Linked DNA regions of Nomascus leucogenys: region 1 is linked to region 2. The links are chromatin contacts, called in public Hi-C maps. All regions are on one chromosome and are shown on one strand. Each heading gives the region's core, a stretch centred on a gene start, on an enhancer-like site or on the middle of the called end of the contact. The rest is flanking DNA. Distances are from core to core; before and after follow the strand shown.

Region 1 (7,042 bases), core at 3,285-5,784, 91 kb after region 2:
TCAACTTGGAAATGGGACAGTCTATTCATCCAAACAGACTGATTCTGAAGTTATTAGATCCGGGCCACCACATCTGCCACGGTGGATCATTAGGGCGACTTCCTCCCCCCACCCACCCCCATGAGTGATTTTCCTCATTGTTCCTTTGCAGACCAGCAGGCTCCACAGCCCTCTAAAGAACATCAGTAAACAGTCAGGCAGAGACAGATGGCTGAGCCAGGGAGGATTCCTCTTTCCACGCCAGCCATACATGGACCCACGTCAGAGGAAACTGCTGGGCAAAGAGTGTCAAGGTGCCCAGGGCTAAAACAAGCAGGAGTTTTAAAACATAACAGGATCCAAACTCATAGACTGTACAACACCAAGAGTGAACCCAAATGTAAACTCTGGACTTTGGGTAATAATGAGGCACCAATGCAGGTAAGTTCATGGACTGTAACAAACATGCCCCTCTGGTGGGAGATGTGAACTGGGGAGGCTGTGGGGGTGTGGGGGGTAGGGAGTATATAGGAAATTGCTATATTTCCCGATCAATTTTGCTGTGAACCTAATTTTGCTGTGCTCTAAAAAAATTAAGTCTTAAAAAGGAAAAACTGTCTGAGGGAAAATAATCTCTTTTAAAAATGTTTAAGTGACCTTAGTTACTAAAAATGTCTAAGAGGCCTGGTGAGGTGTCTCATCCCTGTAACCCCAGCTACTCAGGAGGCTGAAGCTGGAGGAATGTTTGAGCCCAGGAGTTTGATACCAGCCTGAGCAACACAGCAAGACCCTGTATTTACAAAAAAAAATCTAAAAATTAGCCCAGTATAGTAGTTTGAGCCTGCAGTCCCAGCTACTGAAAAGGCTGAGGTGGAAGGATCATCTGAGCCCAAGGGTTTCGAGGTTGCAGTGAGCTATGATCATACTACTGCATTCCAGCCTCGATGGCAGAGCCAGACCCCGTCACTTAAAAACAAAAAACAAACAAAACATTTAAGGGGAAAAAATACAACCTAATGGGAAAGAGACTGTGGGACCTTGAAGACATTCGGAGAAGAATCCAGAAAGTCCTAAAAGTGGGTCCAAGTGGTAAAATTAACTCCTCAGCCATTTCCTGAGGACCTGCCCTGTGTGACTCAAGGCACTGGGATTTCCATCCTTCTATAATAATTCCTATTTTCATTTACTGACTTGCATTCAGCATCTAGTGATGTCGTGGGCAACATGGCCAAGTCTACAGGAGCTGTAGGAAAGGCTGGGCCCAAGGTTCTGGAAATCCAGAATTCTCCACCAGCAAAAACTATCAATTTCAATTTGCACATCTCCCTAAAAACCTCTCTTTTCTTCTTTATTAATAACTCTCCTGCACCACGGCACTGAGGGCCAGTTCAAGCTGGCTCTCCTGACCAACAGCTGGCCAGACAAGGCTGGTGCCCAGTAACCACAAGGCAATCCTCCAGACCCCGAAAGAGCTGATGTGCCTGCAAAGCAGGCTTCTGAATAGTACAGCCTTCCACCCCTGCCCCCACATAGGGACTTAGGGAATGCAGCCGGGCCAGACGGCAGGTCGTCGGAGCCGTGCACCACAGGAAACCCCAGCTGCAAATGGAAGATCAGCAAATGGAAGTACCTAACACAAACAGGACAGAGTGCCCATCACAAAAAGGCAGCAGCTCTAGGAGCCAAAAATAGCCTCACTTGTTTCAAGAGGATTCTGACAAACCAAGCACATTCAACTCCTCCATCAGCAGAAAAAGAGAAATCAATGAAGCAGAAAACCAGATCAGCTTAACAGGGACCAGGACTCCAAAAGATTCCCGACAGCCTCACACACACCCCAGCCCACCCTTTCCTTACCCCAACGGCAAACTGTGCCTGGATCTCAAAACATAGTCCCCTCACCCAAAACGCCTGATGGTATTTGCATCTAGCACAGAAGTTAGGTGTACAATCCCATAGTTTTAATCTTAGTGCTAGAGTCTGACCACAGATTGGGAGCCCCAAATAAGCACCTGTGAGTGTTTATCCTTGGCAAGATGAGGCAGCAGCAGCACACTGGAGGGTCAGCAAATGGGGCTGGGTTACTACCATGGAGGAGCCTGGTGGTGAATAATCATGGGGAAGCCTCCCATCAAAACCAGGCAGATCAGAACGGGTGTGGCTCTGCTTCAGCCCCAGATAAAATCTCCATGCAGTTGATTTTCGGTGGCCCACTGAGTCACAACTGCCTGTCGCCTCACTTCCTTCTAATTCCTGTTCTCACCTGCTGTGACTTGCGTTCAGGGCTGCTGGTTAGCAAGCAAACCTGACACTTCTGTGGCCTGGGAGCAGTCAGCATATCTCAGGTTTCACAAACGTGTCATATAACCCTTCCAGAACAGGATCAGTGGGGTGGCGGGGAATGCCCAAGACATAAATCAGTCCCTGCTAACAGCATCCGATCTGCGCGCTAGAGATGACTCCGGCTTTTATGTCATCCTCACTGCCCGGCATGGAGAGAGCACAGGGCAAGGAGGGTACTGCCTGAAGCATCTTCCTCCAACTCACAAGCTATATTTCACAAACACATTGCTCTAGAACCAAAGGAACAAACCACCTCCCATCCCTCACAAGACCATCCTCAACCCAATACCATTCCAAACACTAACGATCTGCATTCAGGAAGGAGGGGATGGAGTTTGTTCCGGCGCAGGATCCGCGTGAACCACAAGCGCACCTGATAATCACTCAAAAGTATCTATCCACTCCTCCCTCCCAACTTCTGTTTTGTATCCCCTACTCGTCTATGGTTTTCCTCCCCGGTGCAGGTGTGCCCACGCACGTGGCGTGAGGAACTCACCTGCGTCTCCATGGAAGGCGCCCTCGCCATCGTTGGGCCAGATCTGCCCGGTCTTGCGGACGCCCACGATGGTGGCCTCGGACACGACAACCGGGCAGTGCCGGTGCCGCTTGTGGCACTGCGGCGTGGGGGGACTGCTGCTGTCGAAGGACTGTTGCGAATTCTGCGAGGGAGAGCGGCTCTTGTCCCGGAACATGCGGTAGGTGGTGGGGCTTGGGGACACGCGGCTGGACTGGCCAGAGGAGAAGTCCTCCTCGCTGGAGGTGAGGTTCTCATTGGAGCTGCAGTCCGGGGTATAGCCGCCTCCGCAATCCTCAAAGCTCCGGGGGGAGTAGGACCTGCGGGGCCAGGTAAGGCGCTTCTCCTGCTCCGAGGTACTCTGGCTGCGCAGGAGCGGGCCCTTGCCCTCCCCTTCCATCATGCCCCCGACATAGATGCTCTGGTAGGACTGGTACTCCAGGGGCGGCCAAGGGGACCTGCTACCGCCATTGGCGTTGATCAGGTTGTCCTTCAGGAAGCGGGGGTTCAACTCGGCGTCCTCGTAGTCGCCGTCGACGCCGCAGCTGCCCTCCGAGGAGCGTCCCCGGTAAGAGGGCCTGGATGCATCCCCCACGCTCGAGCCCGCGCTGTGCTGGGACTTTTTGCGCTCCATCTGCATGGCCTGGCTGCCCAGGGAGCTGATGCGGTCCGACACCTCTTTGTCGTTGACCTTCACCAGGCCGCGCTCGTGGTGAAACTCGACGTTCACGTAGAAGGGCTTCTCGGCGTCCGCCCCGGGCTGGCCATGGCCCTTGCGGATCCGCTCGAAGTTGGACCTCAGCGCCGCCACGCTGGCGGGGGGCCCCCGGTCGTCCCGTTCCCCAGACGCGGCTGCCCCAGGCCTGTGGGCGGCCCCGGGCCTGGCCTTACCCGGAGAACCCTCTCCGTCGGGCCGGGCCTCGGACTCCTCGGCGGGCGGTGGGTCGGCTCCCTCGGCGGGCGCGGGCTGCGGGCGCGGCGCGAACGCTCGGGGCTCGGAGGCGCCGTCGGGGGCCTGCGCCGCGCGCCGGAAGCCCCAGCGCTGCCGGTCATAACTCTTCTTTTCCTTGGCCAGCAACGTCTGCAGGTAGATCATGCGGAAGCGCTCCTGGTTCACCTCCTGCTCCAGGCGCCGAATGGAGGCCTTGCAGCGCTCCAGCTCCTGCTCGATGTCGCCCACTGAGCGCAGCTCCATGCGCGGCGGCTCTGAGTCCGGGAACTGCGCCTTCCACGCCTCCGCGAAGCCCACCGGGTCCACCATGGCGCGGCCGGCCTCACCTGCGCCGCCGGGCTGCGCGCGGGGCCCGTCTCAGCGGCGGCGCGGCGGCCTCGCCAGGCCCGGCCCCGGGCGCCGGGCGGCCCCCATGGCCCCGCGCGGCGGCGGCGGCGAACAATGCCCGCCCACTCCCTGGTGGCAGGTGAGGCGGCGCGGGGCGCTGGGCGCGCGGGGCGGGGCGCGCGGGGGGAAGGGCGCGGGCTGCGCGCGCCGCTATTGTGTGCGGGGCTCCTCCGCACGGCGAGGCGCGGGCGCTGCTCTCCGCTCCGCCAGGCCGCCGCCAGACCCTGGCCACGGCCCGCGCGCTCTTCGCCTCTCGCTCGCGCACCGCCCCACAGCCCCGCCGCCGCCGCTCCCGCCGCCTCCTCGGACGCTACGCTCCGCCAACCCGCTCTCGCAGCACTCCCGCCCGGCCCGCACTCGGCGCCGCAGGAAGGGGAGGGCCGGGGGGCGGTGGCCGCGGCGCGGATGACGGAGCTAGGCGGGCCTCTTAAAGGGGCCGCGCCGTGGGCACAGGGCGGGGGGGCCCCCCGGAGGCGGCTCCCCCATCGAGCCGCCACCCTCCCCCCGTCCGTGTGCCTTTTGGGAAACTGAGGCCCTAACAACGGGGAATTGGACTGTGCAACTCGCAGCCCAGGGGTCCCCCATAAAAAGGACACCGGACTCCCTGGTCCAGAAAGACCTTTCCAACACAGAGGTCCGGGCCAGTTCTGCAGTTCTGGAACAGGAACACTTGGCTCCCCTCCAGCCAGGAGGACTTCTCCGGCCAGTGCAGCCGCGTGTCCCCAAGCCCCACTACCTACCTCATGTTCCGGGACAAGAGCTGCTCTCCCTGGCAGAACTCGTAGCAGTCCTCCGACAGAAGCAACCTCCCGCCTCTGCCCCTACTACGCCGCAGTGCCATAAGCGTCACCGGCACTGCCCGGTTGTCGTGTCGGAGGCCACCATCGTGGGCGTCTGCAAGACCGCGCAGATCTGGCCCAACGATGGGGAGGGCACCTTCCATAGAAACGCAGGTAAGTTCCTCACACCTCACAGCCCGGCCTCTCACCAGCCTCAGGGCTGGGCACACTAGGGACCACCCAGCAGGGCCCAACTCAGAGAGGCCAGGACCAGGCAGGTCACCCAGCGAGGCAGGGAGGGCCAGACTGAGTAACTAATGCCAGCACCCTTGTTTCAGCGGGCCTCTCATGTTGTGGATCTGCTGTGGGTGACTGCCACACGGGGTTTGTCACAGCAGGACCACATGATGGATGATAAATAGGGATTTCTCCCTCAGGTCACTCAATACCCACACCTGCCTTCCTGTGTGCTGAGCCATGTGTTTGTCCCCTGGCCTCTCTTGAGCTCCAGAGGTCAATGTAGTTTTTCTAGGACGACCTGACTCAGAACTTATCTGATTAGCCTCCCTCTAAGGGGGCCGCCAGCCTGCACTGAGGCCCACAGGGCTGGGTGGAAGATAGAACAGCCCAGAGCAGGGAGTGAAACAAAATCTTTGATGGTTCTCTAGGGACACAGAAATCTGAGACACAGTGGAGAGCACTCTGCAGGGAATCTGATGGGCACAAAATGAAAATACCCAAACCAGCCCGCTGGGTTAGGGGAAAAGGAAACAGGATTTGGCAAATGAATTACGGGGCTTGAATCCTGACCACCTCTCCCTCTCTGCCTCAGTTTCCTTGAAGTGAGAGGAACATCCGCCTCCAAGTGCTGTTGTTCCTGTGTGGATGTTAGGGATTATCATGCCCTCCTCCCAATGCCAGTGTCATCTGGAGCAGATGCTTTGAAGTCCAATCTAAAGGACTGAGCCCAGGCTAGTAGCCAGGCCAGCCCTGCTTGGGTTCAGGTCTTCCTGCCGACTCCTGGCTGTGTGACCTCAGCAATGTCTCTCTCAGCTTCTCTGAGCCTCAGTTTTGTCATCCGTTCTTCATGTGCCCAATCCTGCTTCCTTTTCCCCTAACCCGGCAGGCTGGTTTGGGTATTTTAATTTTGTGCTCATCAGACTCCCTGCTCTTTGCCGTCAGATCTCTGGGCTTCCCTAGAGAACCATCAAAGATTTTGTTTCACTCCCTGCTCTGAGCTGTCCTGTCTTCCACCCAGCCCTGTGGGCCACGGTACAAAATGTTGAGAGCATCCTGTGTAAAATGCCCAGATGGGGCAAACGTAAAACACACCCTGATAAATGGTGTGTAGGGGTCGGTTTCGTGATTGCCTGTTAATATTGGTGCCCCTGGAGAACATTCCTGCGCTGGGAAACCCCTGGGTCCCAGTTTCTAGGCCGGGTGGGCGGTGCGCAGCTCACTGCTGCCCTCTGCAGGCCTTGCTAACCTCCTGCCATCCTAGTCCCTTGGACCCAGCGGACCTTCTCATACCCTTCCCATCAGGCTGCAAATAGCCCATTTTGCATGTGAAGAAACTGAGATGCAAATGATGCCCTGGCCACTAAAGGGGCTGGAATACCAGTAGTGCCATACTGAGCAGTGCCCTCATCCTCAGTGGCCTCTTTTTTTTTTTTTTTTTTTTGAGACGGAGTCTCACACTGTCGCCCAGGCTGGAGTGCAGTGGTGCGATCTCTCCTCACCGCAACCTCCGCCTCCCGGGTTCAAGCGATTCTGCTGCCTCAGCCTCCCAAGTAGCTGGAATTACAGGCGCCTGCCATCACTCCCAGCTAATTTTTTGTATTTTTAGTAGAGACAGGGTTTCACTATGTTGGCCAGGCTGGTCTTGAACTCCTGACCTCGTGATCTGCCTGCCTTGGCCTCTTATAGTGCTGGAATTACAGGTGTGAGCCACTGCACCCAGCTCTCAATGGCCTCTTCTTTAAAATGGGTATGATAAAGGCCAGGCACAGTGGCCCATGGCTGTAATCCTGGTGTTTTGGGAGGCCGAGGCAGGAGGATCGCTTGAGCCCAGGAGTTCAAGACCAGCCT
Region 2 (7,199 bases), core at 4,530-7,029:
GAGACGGGGTTTCACCATGTTGGCAAGGCTGGTCTCGAATTCTTGACCTCATGATCCACCCGCCTACGCCTCTCAAAGTGCTAGGATTACAGGCGTGAGCCACTGCACCCAGCCATGAGGTGGTTCTGAGGCAACTACAGTCAGGTTCACGCCCAGCCTGTGTCCTGCCTGGGCCAGACAGCTTCTGTCCCTGCATGAGACCCCTGAGGCCGTGGGTCAGCTCCCCTCGCCTCAGTGCTGCTTCTGACAACAGCTGTTCCCCTGGACACCGGCTCCCCAGTTTGCATGCCTCGGCCGTTCTCAGTAGCTGCTACCTGCCTGGGAATGCATCTGCCTCACTATGTGCCAGGCCCCACCTAGGAAGGCTCAGAGCAACACGGGCACAGGCCATGCCTGCTCATTGATGACGTGCACACAGAGTACGTCAGTGACGGGGGGAAGGGGAAGGAGAGTCTTCCCGGAGGAAGACGTGAAGTGCTTCATCCAGTCTCACGTCACAGACACAAACCACAAACCCCACTTTCTAATCCTTAAACCTGATGTTAACTGTTTTTTAATGAAAGCACTCAGGAGGAAGTAGGAGGATTCCAGGCAGACAAAATGCCATCCTCCTACTCACCTCCTTTGCACAAGTCTCCTTGGCTGTACAGCCTGAGCTGGCAAGAGTGTGGGGGATAAAAAAAGGGGTCCCTGGACATAAACCACAATGACAGAAAAGGAAAGAGGTGGCTGAGTGAGGCATGGTGATGGCTGCCGCCTGGAGGGCATGGTGCATGCGGGGTCACCCCTACGACTGCACCCAGACACCTTCCACACAGGACTGAGTGTGCAGCCAAACTCACCAATCCCAGAAGGCAAGGTCTGCTGAGGACCAGGAGGGGCTCTAGACCTCAGATTGAGGGTGCCCTGCATGCCCCCAGCTCAGCAGGCTGGGTGGATCCAAGCCATCCCCTGCCACACTCACCTCTCCCTTCTTCACCGTCATAGACTGCCGTCGGGGTGTGATCTCCTCGTTGATGCTGGACAGGAAGTTCTGTGAGATGCGGAGGGCGTCCTGCAGCAAGGGGTGGTCGGGGTGGCTGGCAGGAGTGTGCTTTAGCAAGTCCTGCCCCAGGAAGAAAGACTTGAGTTAGACACAGAGGAGCACTGGCACCTGCCACTGTGTGCAAAGTGCAGACAGAAAGTGCGGATGGAGCAGAGCGCTGGCTCCCTCAGTGTCACCACTGCCTCTCTCACTTGGGCCCCAGCTTTGCGGACACAGCTTGTGTGAGCACCATCCTGGAAGCAGGTCCTACATGTGATCCAGCAAACCCACGCTGCATGCACATGGCCAGGAGGGGCTCCTCTGTAAGGATCTAGGGCAGGGTTTCTCAACCTCAACACTGCGGACATTTTGCATGGAGTAATTCTTTGTTGAGGGACAAGAGAGAGCTGTCCTTTCACTACAGAATGTCCAACACCATCCCAGGCCTCTACCCATTAGATGCCCTTGGCTGCAGCTATGACAACTAAAAAAAGGTCTCAGAACATTGTTGCTGTGTGTGCCTGAGGGGGCAGTTTTGGTCCCGGTCCGGAGGGGCGCTGTGACTCACATGGAGGACCAGCGTGCTCCTCGTCACACGGTCCACAGGCTTGTAGAGCAGAGCTGTGGAGAGAGACAGGTGGTGAGAGAGGCCGCATATGGAGAAGCACACCAGCTGCCTGACCACCCTCGGTGCAAGGGTGAGTGTGGAGGGGGCTGCCCCAGCCTCCACAGGCCCCATCTCCCCTCTGCACAGTGACAAGGGCAAGGCTAGAGCACCCAACAGGAACACTTTTAAGTCCAGGACATTCACTGCATGCAGAGTCCAGAGCGGCTGTCAGACTCGAGCCTGCACGGCTGGCTCGGTGACAACAGCTAAAAAGGCTCAGCACTGCCGCTCCTCTAGCCTGAGGTCAGGGAACCCACCCTGGCAAGGATGGGCTGGGGAGGGCCCCAATTCTGGAGGGAGACCTGCTCCCCAGCCCAGAGGGTAAGCTGAGCAGACTCTTAGCTGCTCTTACCATCGATCCCGGGACATTTCAGATGCCTGACTCTGAGACAGGCAGAAACCTACTCAGATGCCAACACAACTCTTGGTTTGACAGGTTCTCTGGCGACCTGCCCGAGGACACCCGGACTCCAGAGGAACGTAAGCCCCACTGCAGTGGGAGCCCTGGCCAGCCTCAGCCACCCGTGCTTCTCCATGATGACAGTGAGCGTGGCCCATCCCAGGCATGGACGCTTAGGTGTGTTCTGAGACATGCCAAGTATGCTCTTCACAAGACTCCCACGACCAGCGTAAGGCACACATCGCTATTTTCATTTTGCAGATGGGGAAACTGAGGTTCGGAGCACAAAGCTCCGGGGGCTGCTGTTCTTTGCAAGTGTAACTATTCATAACACCCTAACAACTGAAAGTAAGAAATGACTGATAATTCCTGATACCACTTTCCCAGCAACTCTGGACTCAATTCCTGCCCAGCCACTCAAAGCCTGTGCTCTGCACAGATTACTTTATGACCAAACTTGTCATCGGCAAAAACAGAAAATAAAATCCTTGTTACAGCTGGGTGCGGCAGCTCACGCCTGTAATCCCAGCACTTTGGGAAGCCAAGGCACTTGAGGTCAGGAGTTCAAGACCAGCCTGAACAATATGGGGGAAACCCAGTCTCTATTAAAAATACAGTCTCTATTAAAAATTAGTCTCTATTAAAAATACAGTCTCTATTAAAAATTAGCTGGCTGTGGTGGTGTCTGCCTGTAATCCCAGCTACTTGGGAGGCTGAGGCAGGAGGATCACTTGAACCCGGGAGGTGGAGGTTGCAGTGAGCCAAAACTCCACCTCAAAAAAAAAAAAAAAAAAAATCCTCCTTACAAGGCCACTGGGGTCAACACGATGACATTTAAGTCAATTTAAGCAGCACCTTGTTGCTGCTGTTGGTGGCAAACTGGTCCTGATGGTATGCTTCCCTGCCCTCCCTGAGCTGTTCTTTCCTCGTCCCCACTCTATTTGAAGAGCAGAACAGGGAAGGTGCCAAGGGGTGACCCAAGTGGGCACTGTGCCTGCTTTTCCACAACGCCCCCTCTGCCAGCAGCAGCCTCCCCGACGAGGGCACACAGAGAGCTCAGCATGCAAAACTCACTTTCCAGAGAGTTCTTGGTCGTTGGATCCTTGGCATCTTTGTTGCTTCTGGCTCTCAGGTTCTGCAGAGAGAAAAGCGCATGTTCACACAGATGACAGAAGCAGCTTTGATGATGCAGAAAGTTCCCCCTTTGGCAACAATTTCAGCTTTCCCTCACTGCAACAAACCCCAGGTGCATTCTGAGCTGATAATGAAATCACAGGGTGTGCAGGGACCCACGAGCAAGCTGAGCACACAGGATGCCCTGGATGCAGCGGTCCACCTGGGACAGGGCTTCTCAGCCAGGTCACTGTTGACATTTTGGGCTACAAATTCTCTGAGCAGCTGTCCTGGGCACTGTAGGGTGCTGAGCAGCTGCCCTGGCCTCTACCTATAGGTACAGGAACACACCTGCCTTCCTGCCGCTGTGACAACCAAAATGTCTCCAGGCATTGCTAAGTGTCCCTTGTGAACAAAATCACGCCTGGCTGAGATCCTCTGACACAGGATCCTGTAAATGGAGGCCAACAGGAGCACGCTCCTAAACACGTCACTGTTTTCTTGGGGCAATTAGACAGCATGCAGGGGGCTGGCAGTTCAGAAGAGCACCCATCTTTGGAGACGGCCAAGGCAGGCCCACCACTGCAGACTGACACTGGATTATACCTCCACCTGCCCTCTCTGGATTTGCAAGTGTACTTACTAAAAAATGAGGTGCTAAGATTCCCAGGGCAAAAGCAGGGCTTGTAAGTGAATAGCCTAGGCTGTTTTGATACAACTGCGTTGAAAGCATCACTGGAGAAGTGCAGAATAAAAGATCCCTGTGTGCCTAAAATCCTCTGGGAAGGAGCTGAGATTAATTCCTGGTACTAAGCTTCTGAACAAAAGCATAAACAGCAGAGATGGAAGAGGTTCTGAGGTTGCTCTGCCAAACTCTTGTGCTGCAGGAAACATCTCAAGACCAAAAGAAAGTGTTTTCCAGCTCACTGGAGCCAAACGCTGCCATGCACTTTGGTACCTTTCCTGAGAGTTTAACAGCCCTCGCAGTGATTGTTCTTCTGTACATCTGACTCAGCAGTTCCCAAAGGGTGTGACGGGGTGGGAGAGCCAAACAAAAGACTGCAAAAACCAGGTGCTGGGCTCACAAGAGCCTGGGAGGCAGCCCACGTGTCCGTGGACAGTGCGATGCTTGGGAGTCACCTAGGAGCTCCAGGAACACGTGCCTCAAGAAAACTTATGAGTTTGGTTTAACCCTGCATTTCCCAAACTGGCCTGACTCCCAAAGCCCTTTTCATGTAATTCCTATTACCTACTGTCTGGAGAGCTGGCGTTCCATGGAACCAGATCTAACCGGATGCTGCCCATCTCTCAGGACTGTCCCAAGAGAAGATGGACGCTACTCCACTCCTTCCTTGAGAGTGATCCTCGAACTCCCATGCCCGAGCACTGACCCCCCTACACCTCCGCAGGGCTTGCTGCTTTCTCTTCCTTGAGTTTGACTCTGCTTTCTTTGGGTGGCTCCAATTCCTCTGGGTCTTTTTTGGAACACAGAGAACCAAAGGGCATGTCGCCCTGATGGTGCAGGTGCCACAAACTTTCACAGTGAGTCGGTTTGCGGCTGGCCCTGAGCCCCATTCCACTCCCTGCATCTCAACCATGGCTCAGAATCCACTGGTGCATGGTTGGTGGGACCACGTGATCTCCAGGTGGTGTCCCATGGTGTTTCCTCCCTCCTCTGCAGAAGCCTGTCTGGGTGGACTTGAACTTGCCCACTTAACTGTAACCTGCTCTTAAAAGATCAGGTCCCTGATTTGTCAAGGTTAATTGAAATTCGGTGCCACCATTCCAGCTGCTGGGGAGGAGGGTTGCTCATTTAATGAAAAAGGAAAAGAGAACAGATTGAATGTTCCAGAGGGAGTCTGGCAGTGGGAAGGGAGCTGGAGCCCTGGATGCATGCAGAGCCTGTTACCAGCAGCACCTGGTGGAGCGGGGTGCCCCACGGACTCTGGAGGAACAGAGCGGCAGGTACTATCACCACTGGAGACATCAGAGCGAAGCCCGTGATGCTCCATCCTGTGATAAACAATAAGACGGCACAAAGCCTCAGGAGCAAAGCCCAGAGGTGACAGCTGAGGGTGTGTCCCAGCAAGGGTGACAGCATTCACTCCCTATTTCTAGTGCCCATGTCTCTTTCTAACCCTGCGGTTCTCACATGGAGGGCTTTCTGCTCAGAACCCTTGCAGGGTGGGGGAAAGCCAAGTCAGAAGGCAAAGCTACAGCAAGATGGGGCGCTCGTGCAGAGGCAAGGGCAGCCAAAGAGGAAAATGTTGCAGAGTGACCACCAGGCAGACACAGGCTGGGGAAGGGCAGGAAGAACCCCAGTCTGGAGTGCAGACACAGGGGTGTGGCTGGGTTCTGGTTCCAGCTGGGCCACCAGCCTCCTGAAAGGCCCATTCATGGTCTCTGTTTCTGAATGACTCTTTCGAGGCCCTGGGTGCTAACACTGCACGGTTTGAGGTTTCAGCTTCCTGGGGCTAAATGCAGGAGGGAGTCAGCAGCCTCTCAGATCTGGGGCCTGGGTTAGTGCAGCTCCAACCCGTCGCTTTGCTCCCCACATGGGTCTACAGAGCACAGGTGCCATGAGCCCTCACCCCACGGCACTAACCCCTCAATGCTTCCTCAATGCTCTCAAGGTCTCTGGCAGGCTAGAAAAGGAAGAGTGGGCCAACTCCGGCCTCGCCTCCAGTGCCAGCTACAAAGTCAGCCTCAGGACTCTTGTGGTGAGAGCTGTTAACGGGCAGAACTACAGACACCCCTCACTGCAGACAGTGCAAACAGTGTCCCCGGAACTCGGCAACCCCCAGAATCAGGCCCTCGCCCCTGGGGAGGCAGGACGCCTTGTGGGCTGCTCCTTCTGTCTGGGCACAACAGCATCCCCAGCACAGGGCTGATGCAACAAACCCAACAGAATCTGGAAACAGCTGGGGTTCACGACCAGATCTTGATCTGGTGCACCCTGTTCTCCTCAGGAGGTGGTGGGTACAGGTGGGAGTCAGCGGTGCACCTGTCTGAACGGCATCAAGGCATTACCTCGGAGATTTCTGCAAACTGAGCATTGGCCTGACAGCACTTCTCAGCCATTTCCATGGCAACTCCATAGTTGTCCACAAAGGCCCGGTACACACCCAGCTGGCTGGCCTGAGGGGGAGGAAGGAAGAGAGAGTGGGACAGGTGCTGCTGCTCCCCCATCTTTCTGAAGAGCAGGCTCCCATGCACAGCTCTGCAGAAACTCCAGGGACAGCAGACGGCACACAGGCTGCAGAGGCCTCGGTGCTTCCGTGCTGCTCCCTCCTACCTGCTCCCCTCCCCACGCACCCAGCACACTTCCCGCTCCCAAAATGACATGCTGAGAAGTGACTCACTGTGCCAGGCAGGTAACAGTTCCCTTCCAGAGCTACTTATTCCTCCCACCCCACTCGCTGAAATGGTGCCATGAGCGGCAGCTGAAGTTCGAGGTTGTCAGTGAATCTGGACAAGTGTCTGCAAGCAGCACTTACCCATTCTGGCTGCAGGAGTGTACCCTGGACACAGAGGTCACCCCCTTCCCCACCCATGGTGTTCCACGCATGTCCAGTCCCTTCAGACACATAAGAAATGCCAAGTCCTGCCGTCTTTGCAGAAGAGAGCCTCACGCTGCATAGACACAAGCCCATCCTGGGCCTGATGAGGGTGCTCAGGTGTCATGCTACACACGTGGCTGGGGGAGACTGACTGGCTGTAAGGCGAGAGGTGTTCTGTTTGTTCTTTATTAAACCAATGGCAATAACAGATCTCCTCACTGCACCTCCAGCTCACACACACACTCGATTCAGCAACAACTTGTGTGAGTGCAGCAGACACTGCCATCTCTGGGCCCCACAACACCTTTATGGGCAGCGAGGGAAAAACCAGCAAACCTAGGCCTGGGGAGTGTAAGGGCAGACCCAGGAGATGCACTGGTCAGGGCTGGAGACTCCCACTGTAGCTGACTGCAAGCTGGAAGACCAAGGCATTCA

What was found. Hi-C and Micro-C count contacts between places; a contact is called where the count stands out from the background.
Region 1: a Hi-C map of a lymphoblastoid cell line shows a contact between it and region 2, with 2.9 times the contacts expected there. The contact joins the promoter of BCR here to the enhancer-like site in region 2. A contact is called at or near these places in 4 of 4 Hi-C or Micro-C datasets (a lymphoblastoid cell line and an unstated tissue).

Annotation. Positions count from the first base shown.
Region 1 is chr7b:49,564,032-49,571,073 of Asia_NLE_v1, forward strand. BCR (breakpoint cluster region protein) reads right to left here and starts at 4,535. Exons shown (of 23, transcript XM_030815944.1): 1 at 2,819-4,535. The coding sequence starts at 4,097.
Region 2 is chr7b:49,472,167-49,479,365 of Asia_NLE_v1, forward strand. It overlaps BCR (breakpoint cluster region protein), which reads right to left. Exons shown (of 23, transcript XM_030815944.1): 5 at 6,235-6,342; 6 at 3,166-3,226; 7 at 1,593-1,645; 8 at 965-1,105. Among named protein-coding and RNA genes, the nearest start is that of SPECC1L, 75 kb to the left of the region's middle. Within about 2 kb of position 5,780, the one cell type or tissue checked has an H3K27ac peak away from gene starts, as active enhancers do. A contact at or near this core is called in a lymphoblastoid cell line, where this site is marked.